4 separate regions of the Mus musculus genome follow, and all the other regions are linked to region 4. A link is a contact called in public Hi-C and HiChIP or PLAC-seq data. All regions are on one chromosome and are shown on one strand. The core of a region is the stretch at or near the end of the contact, and the rest is flanking DNA. Distances in the headings are between cores, read along the strand shown.

The links. Hi-C and Micro-C count contacts between places; a contact is called where the count stands out from the background. HiChIP or PLAC-seq counts read pairs in DNA pulled down with a chosen protein or histone mark.
Region 1: a Hi-C map of the C2C12 cell line shows a contact between it and region 4, with 4 times the contacts expected there. The contact joins two enhancer-like sites. A contact is called at or near these places in 1 of 15 datasets of contacts at CTCF or cohesin (stem cell-derived epiblast-like cells), 18 of 484 Hi-C or Micro-C datasets (the C2C12 cell line, the N1E-115 cell line, Sertoli cells and 12 more), 6 of 115 datasets of contacts at active chromatin or transcription factors (the NIH/3T3 cell line, SST interneurons, embryonic basal ganglia and 3 more) and 1 of 9 other capture datasets (embryonic stem cells).
Region 2: a FOXA1 HiChIP or PLAC-seq map of pancreatic cancer cells shows a contact between it and region 4. The contact joins two enhancer-like sites. A contact is called at or near these places in 6 of 39 promoter capture datasets (cranial neural crest, frontonasal cranial neural crest, liver and 3 more), 8 of 484 Hi-C or Micro-C datasets (the AtT-20 cell line, the N1E-115 cell line, Sertoli cells and 5 more), 15 of 115 datasets of contacts at active chromatin or transcription factors (cardiomyocytes, craniofacial prominence, differentiating embryonic stem cells and 9 more) and 1 of 9 other capture datasets (embryonic stem cells).
Region 3: a contact with region 4 is called in an HNF4G HiChIP or PLAC-seq map of pancreatic cancer cells. The contact joins two enhancer-like sites. A contact is called at or near these places in 1 of 15 datasets of contacts at CTCF or cohesin (embryonic stem cells), 5 of 484 Hi-C or Micro-C datasets (the AML12 cell line, nephron progenitors, peritoneal macrophages and 1 more), 5 of 115 datasets of contacts at active chromatin or transcription factors (the NIH/3T3 cell line, a beta-TC-6 cell line, large pre-B cells and 2 more) and 1 of 9 other capture datasets (embryonic stem cells).

What each region holds. Positions count from the first base shown.
Region 1 is chr13:97,389,176-97,392,587 of GRCm38.p6, forward strand. No RefSeq gene overlaps it. Among named protein-coding and RNA genes, the nearest start is that of Gm33447, 15 kb to the left of the region's middle. Within about 2 kb of position 1,401, at least 96 of the 459 cell types and tissues checked have an H3K27ac peak or open chromatin away from gene starts, as enhancers often do. A contact at or near this core is called in the C2C12 cell line and pancreatic cancer cells, where this site is marked.
Region 2 is chr13:97,293,839-97,296,928 of GRCm38.p6, forward strand. Gm33390 (a long non-coding RNA gene) reads right to left here. Exons shown (of 3, transcript XR_382781.1): 2 at 88-319. Among named protein-coding and RNA genes, the nearest start is that of Gm33390, 3.7 kb to the right of the region's middle. Within about 2 kb of position 1,468, at least 46 of the 459 cell types and tissues checked have an H3K27ac peak or open chromatin away from gene starts, as enhancers often do. A contact at or near this core is called in pancreatic cancer cells, where this site is marked.
Region 3 is chr13:97,356,050-97,359,599 of GRCm38.p6, forward strand. No RefSeq gene overlaps it. Among named protein-coding and RNA genes, the nearest start is that of Gm33447, 18 kb to the right of the region's middle. Within about 2 kb of position 1,567, at least 15 of the 459 cell types and tissues checked have an H3K27ac peak or open chromatin away from gene starts, as enhancers often do. A contact at or near this core is called in pancreatic cancer cells, where this site is marked.
Region 4 is chr13:97,937,532-97,940,903 of GRCm38.p6, forward strand. Arhgef28 (Rho guanine nucleotide exchange factor (GEF) 28) reads right to left here. Exons shown (of 36, transcript NM_012026.2): 31 at 1,929-2,029. Among named protein-coding and RNA genes, the nearest start is that of Gm34388, 45 kb to the left of the region's middle. Within about 2 kb of position 1,625, at least 61 of the 459 cell types and tissues checked have an H3K27ac peak or open chromatin away from gene starts, as enhancers often do. A contact at or near this core is called in the C2C12 cell line and pancreatic cancer cells, where this site is marked.

The sequences.
Region 1 (3,412 bases), core at 151-2,650, 550 kb before region 4:
GGATTGCTGAGGTGGGGTGGTGTCCTTTTCCAAGAGCAGCCACAGCTTGCTTATCTGCTGTGTGGATAGCCCACTTCACAGCTCATTCACAGCAAACTTAAGGCCAAGCTGGGAGCTTTCCCTTCAGCCCTGTAGCCGCCCACCTCCATACGGCCAGGGAATGCTGAATCTTCAGTGCCAGCAAGCCAGCGTTTATGGAATGCCTGACATGCGGCTGACTTTTTATTAGGTCAAGTTTTCATACAAACCTGATGCTATGAGTGGCATCTTCTTATCTTCCAGATTAGGGAGCCAAGACAGTTGTCTTGGGCACACCCATCAGTCTGCAGTAAGATGCCATCCAGGCTAACCATAGCATTTGATAGTTTGAGTCTTAGAAACTTTCCTAGGCTGAGATGAAGCTGAAATGATTTTTTTTTCCAGGTTAGGTTGGCAAGTGTTAGGCTAGGCTCTTTTCATATTAGACAAGCTAACCATCATGTAATATTTGAAAGGAAGAGAACTAATTCTAATTCAGTTTAACATGTAATTCACAATTTTTATTTGTTTTTTTTCCCATCCATGGAATCCTGCCACCCTGACAATGCTTTTACAACTCTCCTTGTAGCACCTGACTCTCAATTTCATGCCCTTTAAAAATAATCTTAACATTTATATTAAAGACACTTACATTATTCACTTAAGTAGACCACAGCTTCTACGATAAATGTCTATGCATTTCTTTTTCTAAGTTATTATCTTAACTTTAAAATCCACCTTTAGTAAATATGCAGAATAATGGATATCTTTATATTAGTTTCACACTGGTGTATCAGCTGCATTTTGTTTATTCAATAAATTTCAAGATGGAAAACAGAAAAAGAAATAATTTGGGGGCTGGTGAGATGGCTCAGCGGGTAAGAGCACCCGACTGCTCTTCCGAAGGTCCGGAGTTCAAATCCCAGCAACCACATGGTGGCTCACAACCACCCGTAATGAGATCTGGCTTCCTCTTCTGGACTGTCGGAAGACAGCTACAGTGTACTTACATATAATAAATAAATAAATAAATTTTAAAAAAAAAAGATGTTTGGGTTTTTTTAAAAAAAAAAAAAAAAGAAAGAAATAATTTGGAACAAAGTTGGGTAAAGCATCTTTACTGCTAGGTGCTATTCTTATAGGATCGATTATAATGTAGCTAAGTAAATATTTGTACCTATTGCAAATATATATATTTCAGAATACTTTGCCAAAGGAAAGCAATTTCTGTGTATATTACAGAAGGCCCCTTTGTTACTATCTCTATTTAAATCCTATGATGTCATTCCTTGTCCTGCTGTGCATCATCGTTTCCATAGTAACAAGGCAGCAGTGGGAGGGGACAGCCATTGGCTTTTAGGATGGCGGGAATGCATGGAAAGTTCCACCTTCCCTAGCAATGTGCAGATTACTTCAGCGTGTGATAAACAACGCAGAAAGTGACACTGTTCCAGGAAGCAGCTTGTTTGGCTTTCGGAATGTGTCTACTTTCCTGACAGCTTTTCTTCATCTTGTGCTGTCTTTCTTGCCTGCCCTCCTCCCCCAAGACCAAAATAAAATCATTAAAAAACAAAACTCCTGCCTGACGTTCCATGTGACTCAGTGACAGCTGTAGGAGTTTGTGCTGCCAGAGATAGTCCTGGGCAGAGCGCTTGCACAGGCTTAACTGCAAAGTGAATTCGACGCTAGATCTAGTCAATGAGAGCTGTCGGGATGTGACTGAGGAGGGAGGCGTCTCTTTGGAATTGAAAGTCACCTCTCTCTCTCTCTCTCTCTCTCTCTCTCTCTCTCTCTCTCTGTGTGTGTGTGTTCACTTAGGCATTGTTAGAATATTGTAACATACTTAGATACTTGATGTTTTCCATAGATGATCTTAACTCTGAGAAATATGCCATCCTTTCTGGGACACCAAGAAAAGGTTTTCAGATATGCACTCCTACCTTTATGTATTTTCAAAATCAAGTTCTTTAAAAATTTTTATGATTTTATGTTATATGTATGGGCATTTTGCCTACTTCTGTATCTGTGCACCATGTGTGTGCCTAGTGCCTGCAGTAGCCGGAACAGCATTTTCTCTGGACCTGGACCTGCAGTAGGTGTGAGACCCCACATAGCTGCTGGGAATCCAAACCCGGGCCTCTGGAAAAGCACAGTGCTCTTTACTAATGAGTCGTCTCTACGGCCCTGAGCTAGTCATTAATTAAAAACCACTTTTTGTTAATCACTTAAGTATCTTGTACAATATATTGATCATGTTCACCCTCTTCCTCCCAGGTCATCTTCTCTACCCAGATAGCTCCATGTCCTGGTTTTGTTTTTAAAGAGGTATTCTTTTTGAGGTAGTCATTAGAATTAAAAGAACACTGTGGGTATATATATATATGTATATATATATATATATATATGTATATACATATATATATATGTGTGTGTGTATGTGTGTGTGTGTATTTTTTTTGAAAAGAGGAGAGCTGTGTTAAGTATTCATTCTTTGCACACTATGCACATAGTTAGCAATTGGAATAAATGCAAGTGCAGAAACTGTGTTCCTGTAAACCTGAGGAAATATCTGCCTCCCCTCACTTTGAGGCCACATGTGATTGCTCTTCCTAGCCAACCATTGATATTGTCATGGGCATTGTTCTTAGACATTTACCCTCTATGTTCAACTTTGTTGGTCAATGTCAGTAGATCACAGATCAACATTTCAACAGTGATGTGCACCTTCTATGCAGTATGCTGACTACTGAGACAAGAGCTTGGGGTGGGGGGAAGCAGGAGACTCTACAGTTTATCATGCAGCCCTCCCCTAAGCTATGTTAGTACCCTCCTTCCATGGAGGATCTTCAGGCCACCTTCCTCAGGTATCACACCCTGACGTGGGAATTCTTTTCATAAGGTCCGGAGCATCACTTCAGCGGTTCTCCTGCTTCTGATGTATTTACTAAAGCTCAGTGACCCACAGATCTCAAGTTTTCCAGACTCCTCCATAAGAGCAGCCCAGGTAAAAGTTCAGAGCCCCCAGATTCATTTCTGGAGGCAAGATATGACAACTTGAATTTTCAATAGGTTCTTCCATTAATACTGTTATTCCTAATAATCACTGCCTTTTAAATTCATTTATTTATTTATTTATTTATTTATTTATTTATTTATTTAAGATCCTGTCTTACTACATCATCCTTGCTGGTTTGAAATTCATCATGTAGGCAGCTTCAGAGGTTTAGTCACTTATCATCCTACAAGGAGGCATGGCAGCAGGCAGGCAGACATGGTGCTGGAGACAGAGCTGAGAGTTCTACATCTTGATTAGAAGGTAGGCCAGGAAAAGCTGAACTCACAGAGATCTACCTGCCTCTGCCTTCCAAATGCTGGGGATTAAATGTGTACACCC
Region 2 (3,090 bases), core at 218-2,717, 640 kb before region 4:
CAGCCAGAGAGTTAAGTCACAGCTTACTAGTGGTTTCTGGGAAATGCTTCTCTTCTGGTAAATTGGAAGAGTTATTGTCAGACTCACTTCCTTCTTGACTCAAGGAGAAAGATTTTGTGTAGATGGGATGTCCTTTGACTGTCAAGGGCAAGGTTATAAAAACTGCAGACACCAGGCCCAGAACTGAAGTCAGTGCTGTCTTGTTCTAGATTTCTTCTTTGTTAATTTAGCCACGGTCCTGATTACTGGTGGCCAAGAGAAGTGCTGACAGTCCCTGCCGATTCGGGCTCTTAATTGACAGATTCAATCAACCATGGATCTGAAATAAGCAGCAGAAAATGAGAGGCTAGGTTTGATGTGCACAAGCTTTTTTTCTTGACACTATGCCCCAAACAGAATAATATAATAACTATTGACGTTGCACTTAGACCTATATCAGGCATTATAAGTCACCTGGAGGTGAAAATACTCCAGATGTAAGTAGATTATATGCAATGTATGTATGTATATACACAGGTTATATTCAATGACTATACCACTCTGCACAAGGGACCTGAACACCTGCAGCTTTTGGAACCAGCTCCTCATGGACACCATTGGAATGCTGTACTCAGGCGGGCCTTGAGAGGGACCTGGGGTCTCATAGCCTTGTGAACTCTGCTTCTGTAATCATAGCATCTGGGTTCTCCATGGGTTGGGTTCTCCATGAAGGTCTGGAAGATGCTGTTGTGTCTTAGCACATGCGGCTTGGTGTGGTATTCACTGAGTGAACAAACCAAAGATTCAAGAAGGATGAAAGATTCCTTAGTGCTTCCACCAGGGAAGTGGTCCATCAAGAATGTCCCCTTTCAGCAATTCCATGCTATAACAGCAAAGGAAAAGCTGACGTTTCCTTTTTTGAGGCTGTGACGCACCTCTCACAGATCCATTCTTTGTTGTTGTTGTTGTTTGTTTTTTGTTTTTTCAAGACAAGGTTTCTCTGTATAGCCCTGGCTGCCCTGGAACTCACTCTGTAGACTAGGCTGGCCTCGAACTCAGAAATCTGCCTGCCTCTGCCTCCCAAATGCTGGAATTAAAGGCGTGGGCCAACACTGCCCGGCTCATGGTCCTGTTCTTACACACATTTCTTCGGCTACTTCTCTCTTCCTGCTTCTTGAGTTTTGGTGAACCAGTTGATTTGTTTATTTATCACTATTGTCGGCTGACCAAGGATGCCAACTCATGCCCCACCAGCTCCTCCCACCTGTCCGTTTTCCCTGAGAACTCTGCCTCAGCAGCAGAAGTCTCACTTTTACACAATACTAGCCTAAAGGTCTGACGTAAGCTAAAGAGGGCATATGCAAATTTAGAGTGTCTGACATTTCACCTGTGAAAGAGAATCTCCCGGTGACAAGGAAGAGAGGATCCCTGAGAGCGGACGGAGGCCATTGCTCTATTTCCTGATTCAAAACTGGAGAGGAGAGCACAAAGGAAAAGCCTACAGAACATCTGTTCTTTTCCTGTTCTTTTGTTTGGGGGGAGGCCAGAGAAGGGGAAGAATCAGGGAGGGAGGGAAAAAGGAAGGGGGAGAGGGAGGGGGGGAGGGAGAGGTATTTTTCCATTGACCCAGTAAACAAAATAGAAAATGAGGCCGCAAAAACCTGACCACTCATTTTGGAGTTTCCCTAAGAGGTGTCTTGCTCAAGGACAAAGAGTCTCTCCTAGGAGGCGTTTCCCCTTTGCCCTGGAAACGGTCCAAAGGCAGAGCCAAGTCTAGCAGGTCAAAGGTCTGCTATCTACAAGACTTCCTTGGGGTTTTGGACTCTTGGCAGAAAGCAGCAGATTTCCTCTTTGGTGGGAAGTCCTCCAGCAGTGAGCAGGTTGGGGGAGGGAGGGACGGCAAGGGACAGCCCTTCCCACCACTCCAATTCAGCATTTAAATTGGAAAGGACTGCTGTCTCTGGGTTCCTGGGAAGGTACAGTGTGCTGCCTTCCTTTGGCCCTGACCGGTGTGCCCAGTGGGTGCTGAAGGCAACTGGGGAAGAATGGAAGAGCCTAGGAGTGAAATGGCCAGGAAAATGTGGGCAAAGGGCATCTTGGTGTTTCCTAAGGCCGTAGACAAGTTCTCTTTCTGTAGTGATGGGGCTGCATACACTGCTCAGTGGTTACTTACCGCGGATGCACCGCCCCTCTCTAACGGGTTCGTGCTTCCAGAGATCGTGATAGTGTTCACTCGTGCTCTGGAAATGACTGGTAGAGCCGCACCTGCATTTCCAAGAGCCTCACGAATTACCCGCTTCATTCATATAGAAAGCTGCTTACTTCTTCCTCTCTCCCTCTCCCTCTCCCTCTCCCTCTCCTCTCCCTCTCCCTCTCTCCCCCTCCCCCTCCCTCCCTCCCTCCCTCCCCCTCTCTCTCTCTTTCTTTCTTTCCTCCAGAGGGGTCCATTTGCTTGGGAGACCCTCCAGAGGGTAGAGGGAGAGACTTGCCCCTCCCTGTTCATTAGGCAAAGAAGGAAAGCAGGTGTTTGAAGAAAAACAAATGAAGAGTGGGGTGCAGAGCAATGTGAAACAACATGGCGGTCTGATGAGCTTTCCAGAAGCCAACGTGATGCCGGAACGTGATGCAAGAAAGGAAAGGGCAATCCGTGGAAGGCTGATAAGCTGAACTAAGGAATGTGAGTTCGCTCCTTGAAGCAGGAGCATCAGGGAGCATACAGGAAGGTGTTTAAGTTAGGAAGCCGCCTGACCTAATTTGAAAGGCTGCTCTGGGCTGGTGAGATGGCTCAGCGGCTAAGAGCACTGACTGCTCTTCTGAAGGTCCTGAGTTCAAATCCCAGCAACCACATGGTGGCTCACAACTACCCGTAATGAGATCTGACTCCCTCTTCTGGTGTGTCTGAAGTCAGCTACAGTGAACTTATGTATAATAATAAATAAATCTTAAAGAAAAAAAAAGTTGAAAGGCTGCTCTGGTGTCTAGTTGGGGGGGGGGGGGGCGTCGCTGAAGCAAACGGACAGAAGCCTGAGTGAAGGAGAGGGGAGATACGGACTCAAGAATCGGATGAGACTTGGCCATATGTATTTCCACAGGGACAGGGGGAGGGGAAAA
Region 3 (3,550 bases), core at 317-2,816, 580 kb before region 4:
CCACCAGATTCCAAGCCACGAGAGCTTGTGGTCTTTGCTCCGAACTTAAAATGCCCAGTACTACCGTCACTCATGTGCCTGGTGAATGTAACTACTGCAGGTCCTTACCTTCCCTGTGTTCCTGTCAAGCTATGGCTAAGCTGAACCCTGCTCTTTCCCATCGTTAGAAGGTTGTTTACCAAATTATGTGGCTTACATGTGACTAAAGTGAAAACTCAGTATTCATCTCTCCAAAGGATTCCATGCCATGTCTGTCCCCAGGAGACAGTTGTCAGTGTTTGGGGCTGTATAATAGTCCCGTGTGGTAATTGATGTTCCTGGACTAAGGATGCTGAATATCACTTACTATCATGGTTCTATTCAAAAACCTAATCACAGTATCTATGTAGAACATGGTACTCCTGTAAAATGAACCTGCCTTCACAAAGACTTTGACAGTGTTTATAGTAAAAATTTTGACCCTGCATTGACTCTTGAGAAGGGCATTGGGATGGAGAGCCCTGTTACATTACTGTACACTGAGACACGATGGCAAAGCTCACATGGAAGTCTGACCCTGTGTAAATGTACCCTGCACAATGCGGCCCCTTTCTCTTAGCTTCGTTGTTCTTATTTACAGAACGGGAAGAATTGGTGGCTACCTTACAGGAACGTTGCACTATTTTAATGAGCTCATGCATGTAGAGTGTTCACAACAGTGACTCACACAGTTAATCCAATATTAAGATTAATTCTACCTACAACGTGATGCAATATTTAGAAGTATCAGAACCATTGTAGAGTGTTCTACAGTAGGGCCCGGAGAGCTGGCTCTGTTGGGAAAATGCTCACCTTCCAAGCACAAGGACTTAAGTTTGATTTTTGGAACCAGTGTTGTAGCATGTTATTGTAATCCCAATCCTGGAGAAGCAGAGAAAGACAGATCCCCGGGCCTCACTGGTGGGCCAGCCAAGCACAACGGGTGAGAGCCAGGCCAATAAGAGACACTGTCTCTCTCACAATGTCCATCTGCGGTAGGGAGGATTAAACGAAAACCAGATTCACGAACTCGGACATTTTTCTAGGTGTGAGTCATGCCTCTGGGTAGGGTTATTTATCTGCTCAGAGCCTGTCTACGGGACCTGGAATGACAGCAGTGTTCCTGGGAGGTCTACTTGTGTTTATCGTTTATGCTATGGTCAGGAATCAGAAGTAGCCAGGAAGCTCTGGAGTGATTCCATATTGCCTCCTTCAGTCTTTGATAATTATCATCATCATCACCATTATTATTATTATTATTATTATTATTACAGGGCTGGGATTGAACACAGCGCCTCATGCACATGAGGCAAGGGCTCTGCCACTGAGTTCCACCCCCAGGCGAGCTCCTTCACTCTTTGAGAGTGTTAGGGTGGTCCTTATAAATCCCTCAGCTGGACAGCTGCGTTTAGCAATGGGTGGTTGTGCTTCAAAGAGCCAGGTCATTTTAAAGGAATGTGAGAAGTTCATCTTTGGGGACAGAGATTAAACAGTGGGAAAGTAGGTAAGTGATGTGCTGCCCCACAAGGAGAGGCTATCTACGAGTTAACATTTCACTAGCTCCAGCAGAGAAGCTAATGACAGGGCTGCACCACACAGCTCTACTTAGAAGAGTCAGTGGTGAGTGGCAGAAATTAATTTATCATCAGTGCACAATCAGAGCCTCCCCACATGCCAGGATTTCCCCCCTCTCTTAGACAATTGCTTGCCTTTCTTGGTTGTCACTACATCTGAGAGTCGACGTAGCACACGCTGTATAAAAATAGGTCTGTGCTAAACATCACTCTGATGGTATTTTCATCTATAACTCAATCCACTGAAAGCCTAGTGTGTACTCAACACAGAGGTTTGCAGTTTCTCAAAGAGCAGTTCTCAGAATCACAAGTTGGTAATCAAAGATTTTTTTTTTTTTTTTCAAGATCCCACAAATAGAAAATCCCAAAGCCTGCATTGAAGGTATTTCTGCTATACACTGAGAGCTGAAGCTCATCTGGCTAACCAGGGGGAGCTGTCTCTAGAAGTGGGTGCTTCAGGGAATAAAGGCGTATGCAGCCCAAGATCCCCACCATGAGACATCGGTGGCAAGCATAAAAAGTGAAGAATCAGAATGGGCGGCCAGGGGCCTCTGTGGCAACCAGAGGAATGAGAGAATATGATCGCAGTGTTTATGAGGTGCCTCTTTGAGTTACTGATGTGCCCATAGTTAGGGCTTAGTTCTAATGCGTCTTAGTATGTGGTCAGACCAGGAGGGAAATCCAGGGATTTGCTTTTCCACAAATATTTATCAGTAGATGTTTCGGGATCTAAAATGGACAGTAGAGTAGGTGTGATTTACACAGGTGCTTGTCTTCGTGGGGGCGGGGAGACTGGATATCTCTTGAATAGAGTGGGCCGTGTTCCAGTTGCCCCTGGCTGGGATGCTGGCAACGTACTCTTGGGGGAAGAAGGCTCAGTGACAGAAGGACAGTTTATAGAGAGAGGGTGGTTAGAAAGAGCTGAATGTGTGAGGGTGGGAGGCAGCTCAGTGGGCTGTTTTAATCCCTGGCAACTCCCCTCTGCAGAGTTTCCATGGTAGAGTCTGGGGAATATTGCCCCAGCCTGGGGTCAAGAGGTTAAGTAGGAGCCTAGGCCTAGGCGTGGGCCTGTGGTCCAGCAGGAAGACCCTTGGTTTTTGTGACCAAAGAGGCTCAGAAAGCACTCAGGTTGAATTTATAGTAAAAGTACATGTACATGCCGGGAGGAACATGGCCATGATGGGGGTGAGGGTCGGGGAGGGGGTGGTGTGGGGGGTGTGCTAGTTAGGGTGGGAAGGGCTAGAAAGGAAATGGGTTCACTTTAAATTGCTGGGTCCAGATAACTGAATTACAAAGAACAGCATAGGTTAGTTTAGCTAACGACCTTGAACTCTGAGCTAGTCTTCCACAGCAACAACGACCACAACAAGCAAACACAGCAAACAACAACAACAACAACAAAAGGCTGCACTTGGTGTGACTAGTGAGGAGATGGAAAGGTCAAGCCTTAGGATGGGCAAGTGCTAGACTCAAGTGCTAGACTGAGCTTGTGTCCTCTGGGGGACATCCTTTCCTATTTCCCAAGTCGCCATAAGAGGGTGGGTCAGGAAGACAATGGCGAGAACCTGGTAGGTTCATAGATTAGAAACCGCTGCAGCCGGACAAGGGGGGAGATTTTCTTGAGGTGTGGCTTATGCTGCTGTAAATGAACCTGCTTTCTCAGTCCTAGGGGTAATGGTAAATGCCGTGATCCTATGACTTAAAAACAAAGAAATCTATTCTGCTTGTTTCCTGACCCTTCCTTTGACACTATTAGCGCAGGGTCCACCAGGGAGGTTTTATCCGGTTTTGTTGTTGTGGTGGTGGTGGTGGTTGTTGATAATGATGATGCTAACTTCATTTAGCAAGGGTTATTCTTCAAAATGCGTATAAATCTTGATCCACCCCACCAGGCAGGGGATAACCTTATCTTCTTATTGGTCCTGGGTTCCCGGCAAGTGATGCTAAGTCTATTGGGT
Region 4 (3,372 bases), core at 375-2,874:
TCAACAAATAAATGAGTATAAGTTACACTTGCTCGCATTCTCTTTAATAAGTAGCCATGAATGCTACAAACTCCACATTTTGTGAACTAGGAAACCATTCATTTCCCTAGCCTCTAAGAGCCTACAGCCTCCTGGATGATGCTTGCTTCTGTCTGAGCACACGTCATGTTCAGCCCTAAACAAAGTCAACCATGTTGCTTCAAGGAGGCTGGGAGCTTAAGCTGCTGGTGAGCGAGCCCCATTTCCTTTGCCTTCATACTGTCACTACAGACTTTGTTGCTAATCAGTCCATTAACAGGGAAGGGACAAAGGTAGAATAGAGAGAAGCATGTCGGTACTTTAGAACTCTGCCCAAATGTACGGAATATACTCTGGTTTGGTGGTTAAGTTCTTGCGTTTCCTATGAGCCCTTCTTGGCCCATCCACTGCTTTAGTGGAAAAACAAAAAACAAAAACAAAAAACCATGATATTTCCAAATTTTATATTCTACCAAGAAGCAAACATGTAGAAATGGGTTGGATTGTGCGACATTTGGTTACTGCTCGAACCTCTGGGTTTGGGAAGACAGAAGAAAGTGTACATTGTCTTTTTAATGGACTTCATGCGCCACCTGGTGGTGGTACTGTATAACTACAGTTGATCCATGCGAGGAGAATTTCTACCCTTGGGTATTGTTTTTAATTCTTTCAGAATTTTGTTTTAATCTAATCTTTTAAAGGACGCTGACGCCAAGACATCACTATATACTTGCTTTATCTGTTTATTTCCATTCTCAAAAGGCCCCATCAAGTGTCAGAGTTTCCAGAGGTTAAAACCTGAACTCACTTCTCCACCTGTAACTGAGTCAGGAGTCAGAGTCAAGCCATTTTCTGTGCAGAACTAGGCTGCATCGACCAATTATCTTTCTTCCCAAACAACCTAGGAGCGATTGTAAGCTACTGGCTTCACGCTTCAAAGTGAAGATCACACGGAGAAGCGCAGACAAGCTAAGGCAAACTAGCTCAAAGCTTACAATCAGAGTAAGTAGAGTAAAATTCTGTATTCATAAATTAACTTGGGCCTCTGAGCTTTGCAAATGAATACTAAGTCAGAGCTGACTTTTCTGTGAAGTTCTGAGAGCCAGACTGGTTCTGTCCTATGCCACGTATCTGGAAAACATGTAACAGTAAGATGTTGCATCTGTAACATGTCGTAGTCCCACACTGGTGCGCATTAATACTTGGTAATGGAGCTAAATCAATGCTAGACAAAGTAAAAACCCTTGACCTGACTCCCCACCTCCCAGGAGCACCGAGCTCTTCCTCCCCTCTTATGAAATCACACACGTCAAGCTAATAGGAAGCTGTATGCATATAATTTCTACACAGAGAGGTCCAGCCTACATATATTAGGAATCAGAGAACATCGTAGCACGGGCAAAGGGTGGTTACGTGGATTCCAAGTCTGCGAGAGGAAGGTGGGATACAGGTGAAGAGCAGAGGATCACAGTAGAGAACAGAAGCAAGACGTCCCAAAGTGGAAATCAGTTCAGCTCACGGGCGCCATCTGGTGGTGAAGCGTCCCAGTGTCGGGTCACCTCTCAAACAGGGAGTTGCCAGAAGCAGTGAGAAAAGCAAAGGTTTGCAATGCAGAGAGTAGGCCGGAAGTCAGAGAGTGCAGACACACATATACACAGGAGGGTTGTCAAGCTTTTCGTTTTGGTTTTTAATAACGTCTCAGTTGATTTTCTTTTTAACATGATATATAAAAACCACGAACATTTAAAGAAGAAATAGTTTAGAAAGTTTCAATATAGATATTTAAATAAATCAGAAACAATTCAGAAAAAGGTATTTTCAATCCACTCATTGCCAGAGAGCTGAATCTACTTTGTATACAAAAGCAATAGGTTCTGGTTACTAGCAAGTTGGTTAACAATTAACAATACCTTCTCCCCTGCATCAGAGACTGCCAAGTCGGTTACCACACCCTGGAGCCCGGGATCCACATCCCAACAGCCTCTTCCTTCTGTCCCTTCTGTGACTAATGCTGGAAGCACGCCATTGAGACAGAAACAAAAAGGACAACATCAAACGTCAGCCGGCCAATTACATTCTTCTGCCCACAACTGAAGCACACTTCAAAAAAAGGAGTCATCACGAGATAATACATACTGAATGAACCTACAGGGGGCGCTAGAGATCGCAAGGAAGCCCGCAGTCCCTGCTCTCCCGGAGCTTACAGGCTAAGAGACACCAAGCAGCATCCTTTGCCACCTGCCATTTTAACTGCGCTTCTTTCTTGGGCTCATGTGTCCATGGGCTGTTTGTGGTACCGAGTCTACATCTCGCTTTCATTTAATAGGACAAAGCTGCCTGGGAAAGAAGTAATTTAAAACAGGTGCCCAGTGGAATTACAGCAAGGTCTCTTGGCAGACCCAGGTCCATAAAAGGCTCCCTCGAGGCCAGTACAAGAGCAGCAGCTGATGGACAAGGTTTAGAACGCAGGTCCAGAGGGCACTGATCTAAGAAGGCTGGAGGCAGCTAACACTTTATGGTCTCAGAGTCATAAAAACTGAGAGCCTGCCTCAGTTTCTCCTCATTTCCAGCTTTGCTCACACTTCCCACTTAAGCTTTAACACTGTAAATACATTTGACCTAGGAAAACACATCCAGAGATGTTAAGTACCAAATACAAATTTACCTTTACCGGTGAAACCTCGGTCGGCAGGATTTCATCATTGCTTTATGGATTTCAGTTAAAACTTAGGCTATGTTCACCTTTTCCTGACTTAAACCAGGCTTCTCAAGGCTGCTCCACCCCACCCCACCCCCAACTTCATTGGAGCAATATCTGACCAGGATCCTGACCAAAATACTCATTTTGTGATGTTTATAAACTTCTTTTAAAAATATGGTATCATCACGCATCTTTATTTCTAACAAGGGGCTGCCCCTTTCTCTTTGTTTAAATTTTAAAAATCACATGTATCACCATTAGGAAACAGCAGCTGCCCAGGATTCCAGAAAGCCTCTTCTAAGCCAGAGTTTTCTGTGAGTGGGAACCACTTCGAATGAACCCAGTGAAAAGCCAAGGTCACCCGGTGCAAGCGAGCACTTCTTAGGCAAGGATGTTGGAGGGACAATTTATAGCAACTTTTCCTAACGCCTAAAGAGACAGTCAAGCCATCTCCAAACCAGGAGCCAGTCTGTTCCTCTTGCCCACTTCCTCACATTAACAGTTAAACGTTGGAGGAAGCTAAGATGGGGCCGAGCAGAGGTAGAAGGGGAGTTTCCAGAAGTTTCTGCACCCTCAGGCATAGCTTCAGGGTGGGCAACAGGGTCTCCACTGGACTGACCATTCTGGACAGTAGAGTATAATAGTCTCCTTTG